Linked DNA regions of Mus musculus: all the other regions are linked to region 3. The links are chromatin contacts, called in public HiChIP or PLAC-seq maps. All regions are on one chromosome and are shown on one strand. Each heading gives the region's core, a stretch centred on a gene start, on an enhancer-like site or on the middle of the called end of the contact. The rest is flanking DNA. Distances are from core to core; before and after follow the strand shown. Region 1 has its middle 14 kb from the start of Gm52779. Region 2 has its middle 15 kb from the start of Gm52777. Region 3 holds the start of Pdgfra (platelet derived growth factor receptor, alpha polypeptide).

Region 1 (3,458 bases), core at 288-2,787, 220 kb before region 3:
CCCAGCATCCCTGACAGGCCCAAACTCCACGGTCATCCAATAGCAGACATTTAATAAGCACTGCCACTCTATATTTGGATTTCAAAGTGGGCAGCTCCCGCCCAGCTGTCGTCATGAGGTGACTGTCCTCAGTCAGAGGACCTGCTGAGTGCCTTGCTCTTCTGTGCTCCCTAACTCGATGCAACTCAGCTGCTGTTTCCAAAAACAGACTGTTTTTGATGGAAAACACGGCTAACATTTCAGAATTGTGGCTCTCCTCCCTGCTGAACTGTCTTCTCCTTACCCAACCCCAGCCAGAAGACTCTTTCCTAATGGAAATGCTGGGACCACTTACAGCTGTGAAGATGCTAACCTGCTGCGAGAGGCCGGAAGACAGCTGAGGGAGCCAGTGGATGCAGATGGAATGGAAGATGGTGGCACTTGCGTGATGTGTGTGTGAGTGTGTGTTGTATGATGTGTGATGTGTGTGTGTGTGTGTGTGAGAGAGTGTGTTGTATGATGTGTGATGTGTGTGTGTGTGTGTGTGTATGTCTGTGTGGTAGTGTGTCTGTGTGGGGGATGTTATATGTGTGATGTGTGTGTTGTATATGTGATATGTATGTGAGTGTGTGCTATATAATGTGCGATGTGTTTGTGGTGTTTGTATATTGTGTATGACTGTAGTAGTGTGTCTGTGTGTCTGTGTCTATAGGTATATGTGTTGTATGATGTGTATATGTATGTATATCTCTGTGTGTGTCTGTGTATGTGTGATATATGTGTGGTGTGTGTGTGATATGTGTGCATGAGTATGGTATGTGTGTGTGTGTCTGTGTGGGGGATGTGTGCATATGATGTGTGTGATGTGTGTATGTGGTGTGTGAGTATGTGTGTATGTCTCTGTGTGTGATATATGTATGTGTCTGTATATGTGGTGTTTCTGTAATGTGTGTGTGTGTGTGTGTGTAGTGTTGCATGGTGAATAGTGCTGGCTTTTACAAATGAAAGAAACAATTTTGAGTCTGACTGCTTAATTAAATCATTATCAATTTTTATCCTAACTTCATTTTTCATTTTCACAGATTTGAGTGAACATCAAGATTGAACATCAATGAGACATAATTATGAATCCACTAACATTTGGGGGCAGCAAAGAGTTAATAAGATTAGATCAACTTTGGAATTTTATAAAAATTAAAAATTTTAAATGAACACAAATCATCTCTTCACTTGAATGTCCTAATACATCCTCCTTTGTTTCATTTTATTTCATTTTGGGATGGAGGCTTGCTATGCAGTCCAGACTGGCTTCCAACTCATGGTCCTCCTGCCTCAGATTCCTGAGTGCTGTGACTACTAGCACACACCATCATCCAATTCCTTTGCCTATTGTTCAGCTCATTACTTTCACAAAGTGTCTGTGTGATTCCAGATCTGGGGGGCAGACCTGGTTAGGTCTAAGAGGGCCTAGCACACGAGCAAGGACAGACATGCCATGCTTCTAGTAGAAATAATACAGAGTTCAGAGTCAAAATGTCTGGACAGAGCAGGATGCAGCTCGGGGCTTTCCTGGGCTTAATTCCCCAGCACCATAGAAAAGAAGAGAAAAGAAAGCCAGGTTTATAGCCTGCCTTAATCACTTCTCTACCTAAGTTATCATTTGGCTAAGTCTGTGAACTTAGCCTTTCTCCTCCTTAAAGGATCCTTAACCCCTCTCTTAGGGAGGGAGGGTTTGAGGACACTTATACGCCACATCAGAGCTTTCCTCCTCAGTGTCTGGAAGAGCATGCAGTCTCTTGCTTTTCTGTTACGCCCAGCAGTCTGGGTAAACATGCACTGTTTCCCCAGTGATTTCACCTTTGTAGCACTCAAGTCCGTGTCTCAGATCGAAAGGCTCAATTCTTTTTTTTCTGAAAGTAATAGCAAGCATTTGCCCTGACAAGAAGCAGACACTTAGAAGAAGCAGCACATTTTTTTTTCTGCACTGGGCCAAGCACTACTGCGGCCTCATAACCTGGATTCTCAGTTCTAGCACTGTCAATCTTTAGGGCTAACTCTGTTATGAACCGTACCCCAAGCCTCTCCCTGCTAGACCCAGAGTCTGTCCTGCCTCAGCCTCCCACCTTGCTGCCGGAACACTAAGGTTATAGATGTGCTGCCTCATCTGGCTATACATAGGTTCTGGGAACACAAACTCGTGTTGCACAACAAGCACACTGCCCACCGAGTTATCTCCTCGGCCCTGTCCTGTATGTCTTAAACTCTACTCTTTTAGATACTATCTCCATGTGCTCTAAATTGGAATTACATTGTTTAGAGGACAATGGACTGTGGCTTTCCAGGAATTCTCCCACGTCTAACGGCACTTGGAGCTCACAGAGACAAGAGTGAAGACAGCAGGCACTATCGTGCGACCCTGAACTGTGGGCAGCAATGTAAATAATTTAAAAATAAAATAAGATTATACATCCAGCCACAAGAAACTGTTTTCAAATAAAGAAACCAACTAAAGAATGTAATATCATGTGGACATTTGAAGACTTTGGAGTCTTTTATATAAACTGAAAAACAAAACAAAACAAAAAGCTGATATATTTTAAATGAATAATGAATTCCCAAAAATGATATATAAACTGGGCATCATGGCGCATGCCCATAACCCCAGAGCTTGGGAGGTTGAGGCAGAAAGATGGCCTCGAGTATGAGGGCAGCCTGGGCTGTAGAGTATAATACACTAAGTAGCTTTAGTTACTCAGCTTTCTACTCCTGTAATGAAATACCAGAGATAAACTACTCATAAGGAGGGATGTTTATTTGGGCTGACAGGGTTAGAGGTTTCCTTGTATGGTCTGTTGATCCTGTTGGGTTTGGGTCTGTGGCCAGGCAAGAGTGTGACGGAACAAAGCTGCCCTCCTCACAGTAGCCAGGAAGTGAGTAAACACTCATACACACACACACACACACACACACACACACACACACACACACACACACAAAAGAACAATGATGGTAAATCAGCTAAAGCCTGGTTACACCGGTCACCTGTCTCACTGAGTTGCCGTGGGGATGAACGGAGAGAATGCTTGAGATGAACTGTTAGAAGCAAAGATGCCACTCACACTCAGCTGTGCGCATGGGCGCTGGGTGTGAACCGAAACCTGGTCCTCACGTTTACACAGTGAGTGCTCTTACCCAGGGAGCTGCCACTCTAGCCCTGTTATTTCTGTCTGAGCACTCTATGTTCCATGGGATTTTTCATCACGCAGACAACCTAACATGAAAAATGTTACTTGTTATACAATGCATATTGGTCAATTTAGAAGCTACGTTCTAGGTATATTCCTAAAATGAATTTATTTAATCCTGATAATAAGCATATAAAACCTCACTATTATCTCCATTACTTAACAATACCAACAACAAGTAAAAACCTAAGGCTTACAAAAGTGAAATAACATTAAAACCATAACAGGGAAAGG
Region 2 (3,326 bases), core at 219-2,718, 150 kb before region 3:
CCACGTACACCAATGTGCCTGTGTTATGCGGTGCTGAGGACTGAATCCAAGGCCTTGTATGTAGTGAGCAAGAATGCAGAGGTATATTCCCCAACCTCAATCTTAGCTCTATGTAATAGAATGGCCCTGTAACTATACAAACCAGGCAGATATTATCACAACTACTATGTTAGAAAGCAAACTAAATGTAAAAATATTACAAGGGGGAAAAAAAACCCCAAACTACAGTATTTTTTTATTTTCATTTTTATTTTGGTTTTTCGAGACAGGGTTTCTCTGTATAGCCCTGGCTGTCCTGGAACTCACTTTGTAGACCAGGCTGACCTCGAACTCAGAAATCCGCCTGTCTCTGCCTCCCGAGTGCTGGGATTAAAGGTGTGTGCCACCACTGCCCGGCCCGGCTAGTATTTTTTGACTATTGACAAAACTTGTCTGATTTTGTTTGGAAAATTTAGAAAATTGGATTTTAGGTAGAGTGACCAACAAGTATCTTGGATGTAGGAAAAAGATATGGTGAAGAGAGGAATTTCTATTTCCCAGTGACCACAGGATGCCTCTAATTATCTTGCCAGATTACTTGTTATTAAAGAACCAATAGTTTATGCTTTTCTTTCACTAAATTAACAATTATAAAATACTTGAAGTGACTAAGTATTTCATGACCAATGGCTATAGCAATTTTTTCATGATGTTTCCATTCTTTTGACTTCGGTCTTATGAATCACAGGTTGGCCTTAACTGGATATACAGCTGTGTAGTACCCTAAACTTCTGGCCCCCCTGCCTCCACCTGCCCTGTGCTGAGATTACAAGCATCATTTGTGTGGTGCTGATGATTGAGCTCAGGACTGTCTGAGTGCCTGCTAGGCACTCACTCTATCAACTGAGCTACATCCCTAAACAACCTTCAAGTTACGTAGGTATGGCTAAGACATGATCTGTGTTGGCATGTTAACAGGTTTGAACAAGTCTGTGTAAATATGTGCCCCACAGCAGTCCTTTGGGCTTTTATGTACTGAGGCTCAGCCTGGAGTCACCTGCTCACGGAGCTCCTGAGTGCTGTAGTAATGAAAGGGTTTTGGTAGCTGGGATGGGATACAAAGGAATATAAGAGTAAACCAAATGTGATCAGTTAGAGTCTTTTTCCAAGGTGATGTGAGTATGTCGGTCCTGAGGACAAGAACTCACTCATGGAGGACTTCATTAGCAACTTAAGGTCAAAGGGCACGTGGAGGAGGCCAGGCCTCTGTAAGCTTGGGACTCAAGGGGCTGAGAATCATCTCTTGCCTGCTTGGGAGCCTTGCTCACTTTTAAGTGGTCTTGTACAGTGAGGTAATCTATGGTGTGTCAGTTTGGGCTCCAAAAGTGGGTGGTCTTTGCAGAGGGAGGTGCTCCCTCACTCTGCCTCTGGCTGGAGCCAGTTCCTGCAGCTGGCCTGAAGGCAGCCTACAGACTGCACTCACGCATTTCTTCATTTCTCACTTGAGTGCCCTTCTTTGGGTCCCTTTCAACTGCCCACTTTAGATCGGCTTCATTACACCACCGCTCCGTTTGTCATGTAAATTGGGGGACTCGGGGAAGTTTTTCTTTTGGCCTTGTCTACTGAAGAATACCAAGAGGTATTCAAAACGTATTAACACAAATCAATGGCACCAATAAAAGCGAAATCTCCTTAGCAACATAGTCTTGATTGCAAAAGGAGAACGGAGAGCATTTAGCAGAACACTGGCCCACATGGAAGACGCATTTGTCTGGAAGAATCCAGCACAAAGCCTAAAAGAGAGATTTTGAAAAAATCCAAAATTAACTCACAGGGAACAGTTACTCTTTTTTTCAAAAGTCCACAATTGGCTACATTAAATCTATCGTGTGCTTTTGGCTCAGCAACATTGTATCTCAGCGCTTTGCAAACTGAAATTACAACACCCTGCATGCTTCACATGAGTTACAGGGTGTTTTTTGTTTGTTTTGTTTTTTGAGGTTTTTTTTTTTTTTTTCCTTGGTTGATTTCTTTGGGAGAGCAAACAAAACGTCTTAAGAAATATTCATCTCACACACAATGTGAAGAAAACTGAATGGCTATTTAACAATATCTAAGGCTGTAGGTACAAAGGTTGGGCTCTCTTAGGCTTTCTGCAATGGAGTCTAAAATACTAACTATACTGTGGGCAGCGATGGCATTTTGCTGCAGTCTCTATTTGAGAAAAAAAGAAGCAGAATACAATTCTGAGAATGCTCTCATTTTTGTTTGGATAAAAACAGTAAAAAGAACAGAAATTCAGAAAATAAGGTATCAGAAAAAAAAAAGCCCCCCAAGTCCCTCTAATAGAGATGATTCAGCAAAACAAACAAAAAATTCAAAAATTAAGCTTCTCTCTTAAATTGTTTCATGTACCATTTTCATTTTGTATCTTATGTAAAACAATTCCAGCAATGGAGGTAAAAAAAATCTTCAGTGCATACTACAAAATCTTGAAGCAAATAGAGTTGGGTATTTTTGTCAGAATCCTACCTCTATGTGGTATGTAGACACAAATGCACAGCTGAAGACAAAAACTGACTTTCTTATGGAGGATAACTGACTTGGTGGGGTGGGGGGTGGGGGGGCGCAGGAGGGTGTCAGCCTAATTACAATTTCTCCTGGGCTCCCTATATCATTAGCCACTTAGTGGCCATCTCTCACACCCTTTTAACAGGTACAACCTTTCGTGTGTATTAACACACCACTGGCTTCCACCAACTAAAAGGCTAAGAATGTCAACAGACAGCATCTGAGACCCACAGCTGACTGGAGGACTCCACGGACCTGGTATTTCCGTAGTTTTACTTCATCTCCTATGTTAAGTTCTGCAAGGATAAAAGCTGTGTTTTAGTTTAATTTGGCCACAGCCTTACGGGTTGAAACCACATGCTACAATTGATTCTACTAAAAACGGCACTTTTACACCAGGTGTGGCAGTACACCTCCACAACCCTCACTTAGGAGGCTGAGGCGGGAAGAGCATGATTTAGTGAAGGCCAGTTTAGACTAAAGTGAGCCTGTCTTCAGATGACGGGTCAGAGCAAGCAAACTAACACAGCATAAACTTGTAATTCTCCAGTCCATACTAGATTTCTGTTTGAATGTTTAAGTCCAGAACTCACTCTGTAGCCCAAGCCCGGGCTAGCTTTGAACTCAAATCCTCATGCCTTAACCTTTCCAATGTGGGTATGACAGGGGCGCATTCCTACATCTGATTTGAAGAGTTATAAGAAAAGTTTACAGTTTATGATGTTTAATTTTATTAAAATTTGTATACATTTTACTATAACCTACAAGAGATCACA
Region 3 (3,321 bases), core at 168-2,667:
GAGCAGGGCAGTCACCCGAGCTGAAGATACACCAGAGGCGGGCGTGCAGAAGGGCGGAGGAGAATTGGGGCTCTCAGCCCAGCTCCAGGCATCCTCTTCCCGAGCCTGATATCCCCACGGTCGGTCCTGTCCCATTTAGGGACAGCACTCGGCATTTCGGGGAAACCTCTGTGATTTACGCCAGAGCCTCAGGTCCACTATAGTGGTGAAATAACCGATGGTTATTCGACGTTTTGTTATCAACCTGGTCACCTTGTCCATTTTAATTTTGATGTGTGAGATGGAGGTGGTGGTGGTGGTGGTGGTGGTGGTGGTGGTGGTGGTGGTGGTGGTGGAGATAGAGGACTTCTCACACCCCCCCCCCCACACACACACACCAAAAGCATTCAAAAATAGAGCGCAAGTCGAAGGCCCTCCCTTCCCCCACCCGCTCCGGGAAGTCCCGCTTCGCCCAGGTTTGGTTCCTGGAGTGTCAGCGCCCCCTTTCCCTCGCCAGCAGGATCGCCGTGTCCCAACTGTCTCTCGCTGGGTGTCTTGGGTTCCCTGGTTTGTGGCTCAAACGTCCTGAAAGCTTTCCTAGGGTACGTCGCGTGCGACCCACTCGGAAGGGTGGAATTTAGGAGGATAAAAATCCTTCTGCCATCAAGATGCAGAGGGCAGGCATTTGGTAGTCACGCCTAGCCTGAGCGTTTTCATATGAAGATAGAAGAAGCGAGGACCAGATAACCCCCGAAAACAAAGGCAGGACCAGATAAGTGGCTCCGAAGGGATAAAGGTCGTTCTTTCCTTCTTCCGGAGAACATCCCAAAGGTACGCCGAGCAACCGTTATTTGCACACCGCCTCACAATCCAGCCTTTCAAAAACCCATCATCTTCCTATTAGACTCCACAGTTTCCTAATCCCATTAAAGGATTAGCAACTACACGGCACTTTCCCTTAAGACCCCCAGTTCAAAACGACGCAGCCGCGTTAGAATTTCTCCCCAGGGCCATATTTCTAGCGAGGCCCAGACTGTCTATAGAAAGGATAATTTGAATTCTAGATTTATATTCGTTTTAGAAATGAGCAGCAATTTTACGTGTATTTTCTTTTCGAAGAGAATACAAAACAATAGCACCCCCACCCCCAAATTGGGAAGTCAACTCATTTTGGAAATGATGGCTGTTTGTAGTTTCCTGAAACCTCTTTCCCGGCAGAACGTCAACACCTCCCCCTTCGGCCCCCCACCCCACCCCATCTGGTTTGCTCCCCCCTCCTCGTTGTTGTTGAAGTCTGGGGGTTGGGACTGGCCCCCCTGATTGCATAAGAGCAAAAAGCAAAGAAGAGGTCTTGAGCCTGAGAGAGTCAGAGAGCAAGGAGTCCTAGGGAAACTTTTATTTTGAAGAGACCAAGGGGGGGGGGGACTTCATTTCCTGACAGCTATTTACTTTAAGCAAATGATTAGTTTTTGGAGGACGGACTATAACATTGAATCAATTACAAAATGCGGGTTTTGAGCCCATTACTGTTGGAGCTTGAGGGAGAGAAACAAACGGAGGAGCTGCGGGGAAGGACTGGAAGCTTGGGGCTTACTTTTCACTCCGGGTATCGGATTTTCTTTGCAAATTGACATAGAAGGAGAAGGTAAGGGAGAGGAAAAAGTGACTTTTGTTTCTCAAGAAGGTCCCTGATCATAACTTGGGGCTGCAAGAAGCTAAGTAACTTCAAATTTTGGGCAACGAGGAAAACAAAAACAAAACAGCTGAGTTCAGTGGTGTGTCCAGAAAGTAACTTATTCTGAATAAACTTCACTGGAATGGGGGGTGTGGGGGGGTAACCATTAGAGAGTCAAAGATAAAAAAAAAAAAAGAAAAAGAAAAAGAAAATGAAAAAAAATCCAGACCTATTTTTAAAAGCAATGTTTTTTTTTTTTTCCCTACACAATCCTATAGCCTTCCAAAGAAATTGTTAGGCTTACATTTTTGAGGTTTTCCTCCAGGGTGGGGGTGGCGTTCGTGCTTACTGGGACGAACACCAAGTAACATTGGGGGGGTGGAAGCCGCGGCGCTTGGCCTCTTGGCAGTGGGTCACGGAAGAGGACAGGTTTTTAATGAGTATTTTCATTCGTCGCCCGCGGTTTGGCGGGACTACGCTGTAGCGGGTGGTGCGGCGCGAAGCTTGGGGAGGGGGCGCACCAGGAGAAGTGTGTGTGTGGAGGGGAAAGGGGCGCCGAGTGGGGCGCGGGAAAGCGCTAAGAAAAAAGGGAGGTGTGAAGGGCTCGGCTGGAGGAGGTCGGACCTCGGATGCCGGCCGGGCACACTCGGCGCCAGTCGAGCCCTCGTAATTACTGGACGGCGCTGCTGTTGGAAACATCTGGGGCCAGACTTGAGCGCGGCGGTGGCGGCTGCAGCACCGTGAGAGGGGCGCGCGGGCGAGGGGCGCAGCTCCAAGGGTTCCGGAGAGATTGGAGCGAATTACTTGGGTGCTAGAAGCCTCGGGCGGAATCCGCAGTGCGCTGGGATCGTGCGCCTCTCACTCCAGCGACGGAGGCAGCGGCGGCAGCGGCGGCGCGGACGAGCGATCTGGAATAATGACAAACACATTTGGCCTCGAGTGAAGAAGTCGTCCTGGCCTCGCATTCCAGCAACTGGGATTTGAGGAATTTCAAACTGCACTCCGAGGGGCCCTCATTGTGCTCCGTAGTCCCCACCCCCACTCGGCTCACTTGCGTCTCCAGTGGAGTCTTTTCTGCACGGCCGGGGGTTGGGGGGGCCTGGCTCTTGCTTAGTCCTGGCCGCAGGCAGCAAAGAGGCAAGATCCCTGGCTAGGAGCTGACCTCTTGTGAAGAAGTCAGGACATCTCTGAAAGGACAGACGTGGGTGCAGGTAAGCAGAAATGTAAGAGGCCAACCACCCTCGCCTCCTGCCTACGGAACTCTGGGTGCTTCTCTGCCCTGGGATGATGGATGCGAGGCACTGGTCGCCTGAACGCAACCTTTCCAGTGCCCCCCCCCCCCAACTTTCCTCCCAACGCTCAGTATCCTGCAAAACTCAGGGGCGGTCTCCGCGCAGCCTTCCCTCCTTCACCGTTATTCCCTTGGAAATCAGTTTATACATGTGAGATTAACTTCCCTCGAGCAGGGCCGGGAAAGCAGGAAGCGATCTCTTGGCTTTGAAGCTTCTGAGGTCGGCGATTCTTTCTGTTTGGAAGGCGTGTGGGGCAGTCTGCAGAGTAAGGCAGTATGACTCGGCCCTGGTCTGCAGCAGGACCAAGCCAGAGCCTCGCAGCCAGGTGTGCAGGAGTTGCCAGTGACTTGGCGACCAGCCTTGGCGAGAAAGGAA

What was found. HiChIP or PLAC-seq counts read pairs in DNA pulled down with a chosen protein or histone mark.
Region 1: an H3K27ac HiChIP or PLAC-seq map of extraembryonic endoderm stem cells shows a contact between it and region 3. The contact joins the enhancer-like site here to the promoter of Pdgfra in region 3. A contact is called at or near these places in 4 of 39 promoter capture datasets (cranial neural crest, embryonic stem cells, hematopoietic stem and progenitor cells and 1 more), 4 of 15 datasets of contacts at CTCF or cohesin (the NIH/3T3 cell line, embryonic stem cells and large pre-B cells), 8 of 484 Hi-C or Micro-C datasets (8-cell embryo, the CH12 cell line, bone marrow-derived DN3 thymocytes and 4 more), 24 of 115 datasets of contacts at active chromatin or transcription factors (craniofacial prominence, embryonic basal ganglia, embryonic fibroblasts and 15 more) and 3 of 9 other capture datasets (adipose tissue, liver and pancreatic islet).
Region 2: a contact with region 3 is called in an H3K4me3 HiChIP or PLAC-seq map of stem cell-derived neural progenitor cells, with 70 read pairs. The contact joins the enhancer-like site here to the promoter of Pdgfra in region 3. A contact is called at or near these places in 7 of 39 promoter capture datasets (3T3-L1-derived adipocytes, the HPC-7 cell line, the SN4741 cell line and 4 more), 1 of 484 Hi-C or Micro-C datasets (the HL-1 cell line), 8 of 115 datasets of contacts at active chromatin or transcription factors (embryonic basal ganglia, embryonic stem cells, extraembryonic endoderm stem cells and 4 more) and 3 of 9 other capture datasets (adipose tissue, macrophages and pancreatic islet).

The regions. Positions count from the first base shown.
Region 1 is chr5:74,928,149-74,931,606 of GRCm38.p6, forward strand. No RefSeq gene overlaps it. Among named protein-coding and RNA genes, the nearest start is that of Gm52779, 14 kb to the right of the region's middle. Within about 2 kb of position 1,538, at least 8 of the 459 cell types and tissues checked have an H3K27ac peak or open chromatin away from gene starts, as enhancers often do. A contact at or near this core is called in extraembryonic endoderm stem cells, where this site is marked.
Region 2 is chr5:74,997,758-75,001,083 of GRCm38.p6, forward strand. No RefSeq gene overlaps it. Among named protein-coding and RNA genes, the nearest start is that of Gm52777, 15 kb to the left of the region's middle. Within about 2 kb of position 1,469, at least 36 of the 459 cell types and tissues checked have an H3K27ac peak or open chromatin away from gene starts, as enhancers often do. A contact at or near this core is called in embryonic basal ganglia, embryonic stem cells, neural tube and 1 more, where this site is marked.
Region 3 is chr5:75,150,834-75,154,154 of GRCm38.p6, forward strand. It overlaps Pdgfra (platelet derived growth factor receptor, alpha polypeptide), which reads left to right and starts at 1,418. Exons shown (of 23, transcript NM_011058.3): 1 at 1,418-1,624.